2 separate regions of the Macaca mulatta genome follow, and region 1 is linked to region 2. The links are chromatin contacts, called in public Micro-C maps. All regions are on one chromosome and are shown on one strand. Each heading gives the region's core, a stretch centred on a gene start, on an enhancer-like site or on the middle of the called end of the contact. The rest is flanking DNA. Distances are from core to core; before and after follow the strand shown.

What was found. Hi-C and Micro-C count contacts between places; a contact is called where the count stands out from the background.
Region 1: a Micro-C map of CD4 T cells shows a contact between it and region 2, with 5 times the contacts expected there. The contact joins the promoter of ZNF829 here to the promoter of ZNF568 in region 2. A contact is called at or near these places in 2 of 14 Hi-C or Micro-C datasets (CD4 T cells and cortical neurons).

The regions. Positions count from the first base shown.
Region 1 is chr19:48,133,669-48,139,530 of T2T-MMU8v2.0, reverse strand. ZNF829 (zinc finger protein 829) reads left to right here and starts at 4,149. Exons shown (of 7, transcript XR_013410592.1): 1 at 4,149-4,400; 2 at 5,382-5,439. The region is part of intron 1 of ZNF875 (zinc finger protein 875); the gene reads right to left. ZNF568 (zinc finger protein 568) reads right to left here. Exons shown (of 11, transcript XM_077982520.1): 5 at 2,943-3,281; 6 at 2,762-2,831.
Region 2 is chr19:48,062,257-48,068,204 of T2T-MMU8v2.0, reverse strand. ZNF568 (zinc finger protein 568) reads right to left here and starts at 2,773. Exons shown (of 11, transcript XM_077982520.1): 1 at 2,659-2,773; 2 at 1,241-1,315. The region is part of intron 1 of ZNF875 (zinc finger protein 875); the gene reads right to left. It also overlaps a transcript of ZNF790 not described here and a transcript of ZNF345 not described here.

The DNA.
Region 1 (5,862 bases), core at 2,900-5,399, 70 kb before region 2:
GTTGGTCAGCCTGGTCTCTAACTCTTGACCTCAGGTGATCCACCTGCCTTGGCCTCCCAAAGTGCTGGGATTACAGGAGTGAGCCACCATGTCCAGCCAGCTTTTCAATTTTTTAAAACTATTTGACTCTTAGCACATAGCTTAAAACACATTGTACAGCTGTACAAAAATATTTTCTTTCTTTATATCCTTATTCTATAAGCTATGTTCTTAAAATTCTTTTTTAACTTTTTGAATTTTCTTGTTAAAAATTAAGACACAAACACCCATTAGCCTAGGCCTACAGTGTCCAGGATCATTGGTATTGTCATTCACCTCCACATCTGGCCCCACTGGAAGATCTTCAGGGACAATAACACACATAGAGCTATCACATCCTATGACAACAATGCCTTCTTCTGGAATACCTCCTGAAGGACCTGAGGCTGTTTTACAGTTAATTTTTTTAAATAAATAGGCATATGCTCCAGACTAATGATAAATAGTATAGTAGGCACATGAACCAATAACATATTTATTATCATTACCAAGTATTATGTACTGTACATAATTTTACGTTATACTTTTATCTGACTGGCAGCAGAGTAGGTTTGTTTAAACCAGCATCACTGCAAACACGAGTGATGGTATTGTGCTACAGTGTTATATTGGCTAGAAAGTCACTAGGTGACAGGAATTTTACAGCAGGGGTCCTCAACCCCTGGGCCATGTACCAGTACCGGTACCGTACTGGTTCCTGGTTAGGAACCAAGCCACACAGCAGGAAGCGAGCAACAGATGAGCGAGCATTACCGCCTGAGCTCCACCTTCTGTCAGATCAGTGGTGGCATTACAACCTTACAGGAGTGTGAACCCTCTTTTGAACTGTGCATGTGAGGGATATAAGTTGCTTGCTCCTTATGAAAATCTAATGCCTGATGATTTGAGGTAAAACAGTTTCATCCTGAAACCATAACCCTCCCGTCCCCTGGTCCATGGAAAAATTGTCTTCCACAAAACCAGTCCCTAGCGCTAAAAAGGCTGGGGACCACTGTCTCACAGGACAACTGTCATATATGTATATAGTCCATACATATACGGCACATGAGTATAGTTTAGTTATATATACTGTCCACCCACCCCCCACAACATAAACTCCAGGAAAACAAGGACTTATTTTTGTCTGTTTTTGATATTGATAGTAGGTGCTCAAAAATATGCTGATAAAATGGTTCAGTCATTATCAAAAACACTATGACAATCAAAGATGAAAAACAGACATTACCACATGTATATATAAAAAATTGAAAGCAGGGACTCAGTTGTATACCCATGTTTGTAGCAGTGTCACTTGCAATTGCCAAAAGGTAGAAGCAGCCCAAGTATCCAATGATGAATAAACTGATAAACAAAATGTTTATCCATATATGACATACTTATTATTCGGCCTTAAAAAAGGAGGACATTCCAATACATGCTAATATGGATGAATCTTGAGGACATTATGCTAAGTTAAATCAGGGTCACAAAAGGACAAACAACATATGATTCTGCTTATATGAAGTACCTAGAATAGTCAAATTCAGAGACAGAAAGTAGAATGGCAGATGCCATAGGCCGGGGGAAAGCGGGGGATAGAGAGTTATTGTTTGATAGGTACTGGGTTTCTGTTTTGCAAGAAGAAGAGTTCTGTGGATGGATGGTGGTGATGGTACCATAACAATGTGAATGTACTTCATGTCACTGAACTGTACACTTAAATATGGTTTAGATGGTAAATTCTACGTTGTATATTTTACCACAACTGAATATATATATATGTATACAGTTGGTCCTCCTTATCCACGGGTTCTGCATCCTCAGATTCAATCAGCCTCAGATAAAAAATATAGTTAGGCCTACGATAGTTGTGTCTGTACTGAACATGTACAGTACAGATTTTTTTCTTCTTATTCCCTAAACAATAAAGTGTAACAATGATTTACATAGTATTTACATTGTATTAGGTATTACAAATAATCTAGAGATGATTTAATGTATACAGAAGGATGTAGGGACTTGAGCATCTGTGCATTCTGGTATCCATGGAGGGGTCCTGAAACCAACCCCTCCTGGATATGAACCGTATATAGAATAAATGGGCTACTACTACTAATTTGGGGCTTTAACACTAGAAGAGAAGGCCAGGCACAGTGGCTCACGCCTATAATCCCAGCACTTTGGGATGCTGAGGTGGGCAAATCACGATGTCAGGAGATCTAACACGGTGGCTAACACAGTGAAACCCAGTCTCTACTAAAAATACAAAAAATCAGCTGTGTGGTGGCACATCTGTAGTTCCAGCTACTCCGGAGGCTAAGGCAGAAGAATCGCTTGAACTCAGGAGGCAGAGGTTGCAGTGAGCCGAGACCGTGCCACTGCACTCCAGCCTGGGTGACAGAGCGAGACTCCGTCTCAAAAAACAAAACAAAACAAAACAACAACAACAAAAACTAGAAGAAAATAATATACCAGACAAGAATAACACAGAAATTGGCGGATATTTTGGAGTTCAAGTATTTTAAAGTCTTAAGGTTGAGTTTTGTTAAGTATGCATATTAAAAATAGAAGGATAATAGCAGAAACCAAAGTAGGGGAGAAAAAGGGATAAGGTGAATTTGCCCAATAAAAAAAGATATATGTGCAACTATTATATGTCACTCAAAAATGTTTAAGGCATAATAAATAGAAAATAAAACGTTTATACGAGCAATCATGATAAATGCCACTGAATTATACTCACCTATTAAAATAACAGTCAAACGGGATAAACGGATGTAAACCCAGCAATATGCTCCTCACAAGACACAAATCTGAAACATAAAGACACAAAGGGGTTAGAAAATGAAATTCTTAAGAAATACAATAAAACTTGAAAAGCAATATTATCAGACAAAAGCGAACCTGGACTAAAAGGCACTCACCAGGATAAAGAGGTATGTTTCTTAAGGTGGTAGACTGGAATTTTAGTCCAATTCCTCACCCCCTCTAATAGATTATATATTCATACTCTTTGGAAGGTAACTTTGCCCTCCAATTGTGGGCATAATTGATTTTAGGCTTAGCCATGTGACTTGTTCTGGTTAAGGCAATCTCTCTTGTGCTCCGGTGACCCATCATGAGCAGAGCATGCCCTGGCAATAAATGTGCTTTTGGCCTGAGATCCAGAAAGAACAGATGCGGAGCAGATCTTAACTCGTCGCGCAGCCTATCCACTCAGCCAAGCCCCACCTAGATCAGCTGAACACCGTCAACGCGCCAGCCTGTGAACAGGAGAATAAGGACTTGCTGTTGTATGGCATTGAGTTCAGGGGTGGTTTTTAGACATCATTATTATCATGGCAATAGCTAACTAATATACATAAAAGCAGCAAGTCGTAAGAGAATAATGAACCTGAAAAGTTCACCAAGGAATACTGGAAAACTACAAATTGTAGGGTCAAGGACTACTAGGGTAAAAAAGACAGCAAAGGAGAGGAGTGGCCAACAGGGAGAGAGGACCAGTAAAAAACAAATAAGTGTTTTTCAAGTCGTTATCAACTATGCCAAATGCTACAGAGAAGCCAGCTCAAGACAAGAACTACTAGACATATTACAATCACGCACACTTCGCCACGCTCACACTCACTAGAGCCTTAATCACAATCACACACATATCACACATTTCATCATAATCACGCGCAACCAAACATCACAATCACCCCATCACAATCATTCGTGCCGTCACACTCACACACACAACCACACACCCACACTAACTCCCTTCACAGTTTTCTGTCCCAACAACTGCAACCACTTACCAGTAGCGTACCCTGAGCACTCCCCACTGCCGCTACTCGGGACACTCTGGGCCTAAGTGGCTCCGTGTCCCGTCAGCCGCGAGTCCCTTGCTCGCCCCCTGCAGCGGGGACTTGGCAGCGTCACCTGCCGGAAACACCCGAATGTTCATCCCACGCGCAGTTTCTGAGATTCTGGGTGAAGGGGACCCACAGATAGGTGTGGAACAGACGCCTAAAGCCCCGAACCATCCCTCCACGTCCGCGACGTTTCCGAGGACAACACCTCCCAGCAGGCCCCGCGGCCCCACTCAACATCCGGCCAGAACACGTCTGCGTTTCCTGTGTGAGAGTGAGGCGTGGGCCAGGTTCCCGGGGAGGCTCATCTCCATTGCCCAGCGCTACAGCCACCCGCAACTCTGAGGCTCAGCTGGATGTTGAGAGTTGAGGGAGCAGCCGTTTCGGGTGGGCCCAGGCGAGGAGCTGACAGGAATCGGCGTGGGTCCCGCTCTGGACTACATTTCCCAGAGGGCCTGGTGGCCTGCCACTTTTCTCGCAGGAATTCGAACGTTTCGTCACTCCTGGCGGGACTCTTAGATCTGGGAGGTGAGATATTTTGGTCCCCGGGAGAACTGGCTCAGGTCTGCAAGTTCCCATCCGGGATGACTGGAAAGGGCTTAGTTGAGGATACCGAAGGCTGGTGGGGAGCTGGCGCCTTGGGCCCGTGTGGGCAGAGCTGCCTGAAACGGGGAGGTTGTGTTTGGGAGGCCAAGGCGGGCGGATCACGAGGTCAAGAGATCGAGACCATCCTGGCCAACATGGTGACACCCCATCTCTACTAAAAATACAAAAATTAGCTGGGCTTGGTGGCGCGCGCCGGTAGTCCCAGATACTAGGAGGCTGAGGCAGGAGAATCACTTGAACCCGGGAGGCGGAGGTTGCTGTGAGCCGAGATCGCGCCACTGCACTCCAGCCTGGCGACAGAGCGAGACTCTGTCCCCACCCCTCCAAAAAAGAGGGGAGGCTGTGGAATTGTCTGGGAGATAATAACACTGCGGCTTATGTGCGGATATGGGATACCTGTCACTGGAGGGGTTGTGGCTGTGTGTACCCGTGGTGATGTGTGATTGTGACTGCGACAGTGTGGGGTGCCTACGATTGTGCAGCTGTAATTGTGTTTCCTATGGTGTGTATGTGATTGTAACTGTGTTGCCGTGTGTGGCTCCGTGTGTGCAGGTGAGACGTGCATGTCGCCTTGATTTAAGTGTGACTGTCCCTAACTGTATGTGGCATTCTGTGTATGAGTATGAGGTCCCGTCAACTGTGCGATTGTGACTCCAGAGCTCTGTCTCTAGGAAACCTCTCTGAGGTCTGGTGGTCAGATTCGAACCCTGGACAGCAGTGAACACAGCCTTTCCCCTGAGCCACTGGAATTGGACAGGATGCCCCATTCTACTCGGATCTCCATTCCCCATGTGTGGTGGGTAATGGGGCTGGGGAAGACCGCTTACTTGACTAATTTGGGTACCAAGAAAAACCTGGTGTCTCACAGTTACTCTTCCCTCTCCCAATTTTACCTTTCTCCAGGTGTCACCAAGAAGAGGCGGAAAGAATGCATGATGAACTTCTACAAGCAGTATCCAAGGTGTGTTGGGGTTTCTTCTTTTTCTTCTGAAAATTCTTGCTTAATAAAGGAATGTCATTTAATTCTAGGTCCCTATAATTTTCCCATCACAGAAAAGGATGGTTGCTCCACTTATGCTTGCTGAATTTTCTTCTCAAATATTTATTATGATTTAAAAATAAAAGGATGATTAGTTTAGAGATCTCAAAAATACAGTATTACCAGGAAAAAATAAAATTTGACCACTCAGATAACTAGTGTTAATATTTTAATGTGTTTTCATTATTAGTCAAGAACCAAATTTTGTTTCATTTGCCATTTGATGTTTACATTTTTACAAAAAAAGTGTCATAAATATGATCCCACGTAATCATTTTCAAATTCTCTAACATTGCTGTCAGTTGCCTGTCGATATTTTCTGCATGATCAAACATACTAGCTCCT
Region 2 (5,948 bases), core at 1,524-4,023:
CCCCTTACATGGATCTTTATAATTACTTGTTAAACTGCACAAGTTGGTATTTTACTTGTTTTTTGGTTTTTTGGTTTTTTTGAGACGGAGTCTTGCTCTGTCGCCCAGGCTGGAGTGCAGTGACCGGATCTCGGCTCACTGCAAGCTCCGCCTCCCGGGTTTACGCCATTCTCCTGCCTCAGCCTCCCCAGTAGCTGGGACTACAGACGCCCGCCACCTCGCCCGGCTAGTTTTTTGTATTTTTTAGTATAGACGGGGTTTCACCGTGTTAGCCAGGATGGTCTCGATCTCCTGACCTCGTGATCCGCCCGTCTCGGCCTCCCAAAATGCTGGGATTACAGGCTTGAGCCACCACGCCCGGCCTGTATTTTACTTGTTAAGCTGAACAAGTGGGTGTTTTACTTATTAAACTGCACAAGTGGGTCCCATTTCTTTACCGAATTTGAAGAAAAAAGCTGTTGGCATTCAAATAAATGTTATGGATCTCTAAAAATATTTTCAAAATATACTATGTGGGAAAATAATTTTATGTGAAAATGTAGGATATAAAATGGCAAATGCTGCATGAATTCAATTATGTTTTATGTGCATATATAAATTTTCTACATCAGGGATTTCTGTCCTTTTGAAATTATTTAAAACAATCATGTTTTACTTTTATAATCTGAAAGAAATCACATTTTTTAAAAAGATAGCATAAAGAAAAATTAAAACCGAGTGCGGTGGCTCACACCTGTAATCCCAGCACTTTGGGAGGCTCAGGCAGGCGGATAGATCGTGCCCAGGAGTGCAAGACCAACCTGGGCAACAAGGTGAAACCCTGTCTCTACTAAAAATAGAAAAATTAGCCGGGCTTGGTGGCATATGCCTGTAATTCCAGCTACTCGGGAGGCTGAGACAAGAGAATTGCTTGAGTCCGGGAGGTGGAAGCTGTAGTGAGCCAAGATCGCACCACTGCATTCCAGCCTGGGCGACAGAGCCAGATTCTGTCTCAAAAAAAAAATAAAATAAATAAATAAAAGAAAGAGAGAGGAAAAAAAAAGAAAAATTAAAATTGTCTGACAAATTAGTAAGAGAAAATCCGGTGTTGGAGGTGGGGTTTGAAGACACCACATTTTCTCAAAAGGGAAATTCCAGGGATCAGGTCATCTGATAAGCAAGAATTTTCAAGAGAAGGAAAGCAACTATGTCCTGACAAAGAAAAAGGGATTTCAGGAAACAAGAGGAAAGGACAAGCTACCTTGCAGGTGCCTTGAGGATGTTCAACAGTCATTCTTTACTCCTCTCCGGAGGTCTCTATCCAAGCAGGGCAGAGCTGAGGAAGGAGAAAGGAGTCAGGAAACATCAGGTTCTTCTGAGAGAGATCCGGTTTGACTATGTCAGAAGTTATCTTGGCTACCCTACTGCCCACCACCTACAGAGTAAAGTCAAAGAAGTCTAGGACATCCTGCTCAATCCGGGCAGGGTCAATGCCGTTCTGGGCAGAATCTGTTTCTGAGCTCACAGAGGTCTCCAGTGGCTGAAGTCACAAAGACAGAGACTCCCCATACCTACATTGGCTATATAGACACATAGTCACACAAACTCACTCACTCACATCATGGGGACATAAACGTCACAGGCACCCCAAACCTAAACACAACAGGCTGCACATGGTCACACAATCACACACTCACACACACCACGGGGGCAGACACGGACACAACTGCAGAGTCCGTGGACATCTCTCACTCAAAATCCCAGCGACATACACCTTGGGGTCGCAATGACAACAAAGTCACACGCACCCTACATCAACAATATCACCAACACGCGCGCGCGCACACACACACGGAAGCAGCCACAAACCTCACAAGGCATACTACACACAGTTCCGCAAATGGTAACAAACACACACACACGCCAAGGGGACACACAGTCACAACCGCGGTCCAGGAACCTCACACTCGCAAACACAGTGTCCAACCCGGTCACAATTAAACTCCACTGACACCCGCACAAACAGAAACAAAAAGTCCTCCCCGCCCTCACAGTTCCATACACGGTCGCACAGATACACGCCCACCATAGAGACACCCCCAGTCACAACCGTACACACTCTTCACAATCGCTCCTTAGCCTGCTCCCTACGCAGCCCACACAGGTCGGGAGTTCCTCTCGCCCCAGGCTCCGAGCAGCCTCACTTACGCGTGTTCGGGTAGGGTCAGCTCCACTCCACTAGAATCCAAACAAGCCGACCCCAGCTATCTCACAAAGCCCCAAGGCCGCCAGCCCAAACCCGCGGGAAGATCCCGCCCACTCCTCAAGAGACTATCTAGTTATCGCGGGAGAGAGCCCTGAGCCTAGAGGCTTCTGGGAAGTGTAGTCCAGAAAGCGACAGGTTGCCGAAAGCTACAGCCCAGCCATCCCGATTCCTGTGGCGCGGAATCTGGCACCAACAAAACTAAATATTTGGGGTGAGCTGCCCATCGGAGCCTTCCGGGAGTCTCACCTGACAAGGACTCCCTAGACCAAGCTTTAGTCAGGCTCCTCTGAGCCCTTTTTGTTTGGCCAGACCTCCTCCATAGCCTGCGAACCCCACTTCAGCAAGAATCCAGCTAAGCCAGTTTAGCAACAATCCCCCCACCCTTGATACTTGAGTTCCTCTTAGTAATTTACCATGCTTTAATTCCTTCACCCAGCCCGTTAGTTATAAATCTCCAGCTGCTGTTGTATTGGAAGTTGACTATTGCAACAGTCTTCAACCAAGTCCTTCTTGCCTGTTTAACTCCTCTGGAGCAAGTTTTCTTTCACCCCGCCCAGCCTCAGAGGGCGGCTCCCGGGCTTCCGCCCCTCCCCGGGAGACATACTGGACCGCAAGGTCTCCTGGGAAACGTAGTCCAAGCCTCGCCGGAGACTGGATGGGCCCAGCCAAAGTAAGTGGGCTGCGTCCTCTGGGTCCTGAGGCGGGAGTCTGGCCGCAGTGACTAGACTAACTGTGCCCCGGAGGCTGCTCGGAATTCCACTTAATGCTGGAAGCACGCAGACGCTCTTGAGGCGGGCAGCTGCGTAGCGTGTGGAGGAGCCGGGAGAGTGCACTCCAATATGGGACCTGAGCGTCTGAGACCGAATCAGGATGGGGAGTCGGAAGGGGACAAATCTGCGATCCCAGTCACGCATGCGAGACTGGGCAAAGGAAGGCTCGAGTGTGTGTAAGACTGCGGTGGGACTGCTTGTGCTGGTGAGATGAGGGGTGTCTGGGTAGTTGAGTGAAAGAAACCGCGTGCCAGTAAGATTGGTGCATGTGTGAGAAAGGTGAGGTCAAGATGTGTGCACCTTTGCGGGTGGGGAGGTCATATGGAGTGTGTGGAGGCTGGGGGCAAGATCGTGTATGGATCTGTGTGTGAATGTGTGTAATCACCTAAATGTGGGTCACTGCATGGGTAGCTGATACTGTGACTGTGGAGGAATCTGAACCTCCAAGTCTCATTTTCTCTTTAAATTGTGATAAGTTTGTATCTTCCTGGAGCAGCAATTTCAAAGGGGGGAAGCTCCATTATTGATATAATAAAATAGCATTTTTATGTAAACATTTAACATTCAGACATTTCTTTTGAACTAGAAAACAAAATCAGTATGAGTACTCAAAGTAGTTTTTAAAAAAAAACCCGTCATTATGCATATGGGGAAGATAAATTGTGAAAGGGAAACTTCCTTTTTTCACTATAATCTTGTTTAAATTTTTAAAATCAATGTGATGACTTATTTGAAAACAAATATAAAATTAAAAAACTGACAGAAAGGGGAACTAGGAGGAAATCAATAACTCTTTAAGCTAGAAACTTTGGGAGGTGGCAGAGGTTGCTGAAATATGATGGCGGGAAGTATATGACAACAGGAAATGCTGACGTAAAATCTAATCCTGAAGCTTTTAACAATGGCAGGAAAGGCTGGGCATGGTGGTTCATGCCTAGTGATCCCAAGCACTTTGGAAGGCTGAGGCAGGAGGATCACTTGAGCCCAGCAGTTTGAGACCAGCCTGAACAGCATACTCTCTACAAAAAAAAAAGAAAAAGAAAAAGAAAGAAAGAAAGAAAGAAAGGAAAGAAAGAAAGAAAGAAAGAAAGAAAGAAAGAAAGAAAGAAAGAAAGAAAGAAAGAAAGAAAGAAAGAAAGAAAGAAAGAAAGAAAGAAAAGCATGAGTGCAGTGGCTCATTCCTGTAATCCCAGCACTTTGGGAAACCGAGGCGGGTGGATCACTTGAGGCCAGGAGTTCAAGACCAGCCTGGCTAATATGACGAAATCCCATCTCTACTAAAAATACAAAATTAGCCAGACATGGTGGTGTGTGCCTGTAATCCCAGCTGCTAGGGAGGCTGACGCAGGAGAATGGCTTGAACCTGGGAGACAGAGGTTGCTGTGAACTGAGATTTGCAGCCCCTCCCACCCCCACACCCCATCTCTGTATGGGGGAACTTCTTCCTACTGTCTTCTCCCTTCCTTCTTGCCTATTAAACTCTCCACTCCTTAAAACAAAACAAACAAAGACCCAAAAAACAAAAACAACAAAATTTGGACTATACAGGGAAGCGATCTATACCTAATGTGGCTCTGTTGCTCTAGTTCTCCAACATCACATTCCTGTGCAGCTCCGTCTGAATATCTTTTAATTGTGGCTAAGACTCTTGGTTGAATGAGGCAATCACATTTTTGTATGTTTACCCCACCAATGTCTCCTAAAGAACAGAAAAAATTAAATGCCTGTGGGAGGTCTGGGAAATAAGCTGTTTGAACAGAGCCCTTTGTGTTTTTATGGAGGCTTCATTACGTAGGCATGATTAACTAAATCAGCAGCGATTGGTGATGAGTTCAACCTTCAACCCTTTTCCTTTCCCCAGAAGTCACCGGGTAGGGCAGAACTTTCCAACCTTCTCATCACATGTTTGGTTGCCCTATCCTGTGGTTATGTAGGGGCTTTCCCAACATCACCTCATTAACTCCCTTGTGGTTGAAAGGGATTGGTTATGAACAATAAAGACATCTTTCACATTTATTACTCTGGTGCTATTTCAGGAACTGAAGTGTCTTAGTCCCTTAGTACTTCTATAGCAAAATACCTGAGACTAAGTAATTTGTAAATAACGGAAAATTATTTCCCACAGTTCTGGAGGTTGGGAAGTTCGAGATGCCAGCAGGATTGGTGTCTGCTAGGTCTGATCTCTGCTTCCAAGGTAGGACCTTGTTGCTGCATCCTCCAGAGGGGAGGAATGCTGTGTCCCCACTTGTCAGAAGGTACTGAAGGGCTGGACTCATTCCCTCAATCCGTTTTTTTTTTTTTTTTTTTTTTTTTTTTTGAGACGGAATCTGGCTCTGTCGTCCAGACTGGAGTGCAGTGGCGCAATCTCGGCTCACTGCAAGCTCTGCCTCTCGGGTTCACGCCATTCTCCTGCCTCAGCCTCCTGAGTAGCTGGGACTACAGGCGCCCGCCACCACGCCCGGCTAAGTTTTTGTATTTTTAGTAGAGACAGGGTTTCACTGTGTTAGCCAGGATGGTCTCCATCTCCTGACCTTGTGATGTGCCCTTCTTGGCCTTCCAAAGTGCTGGGATTACAGGCGTGAGCCACCTCGCCTGGCCTCCTCAATCCTTTTTTTTAAAGCACGAATTCCATCTATGTAGGCTCTTCCCTCATAATCTAATCACCTCCTAAGGACTCCACTTCTTTTTTTTTTTTGAGACAGAGTCTCTCTCTGTCGCCCAGGCTGGAGTACAATGGCGTGATCTTGGCTCACTGCAACGTCCCCTCCCCGGTTCAAGTGATTCCCCTGTCTCAGTCACCAGAGTAGCTGGGATTACAGGCACATGCCACCAAGCCTGGCTAATTTTTGTATTTTTAGTAGAGACGGGGTTTCACCATGTTGGCCAGGCTGGTCTCAAACTCCTGACCTCAGGTGATCCGCCCACCTTGGCCT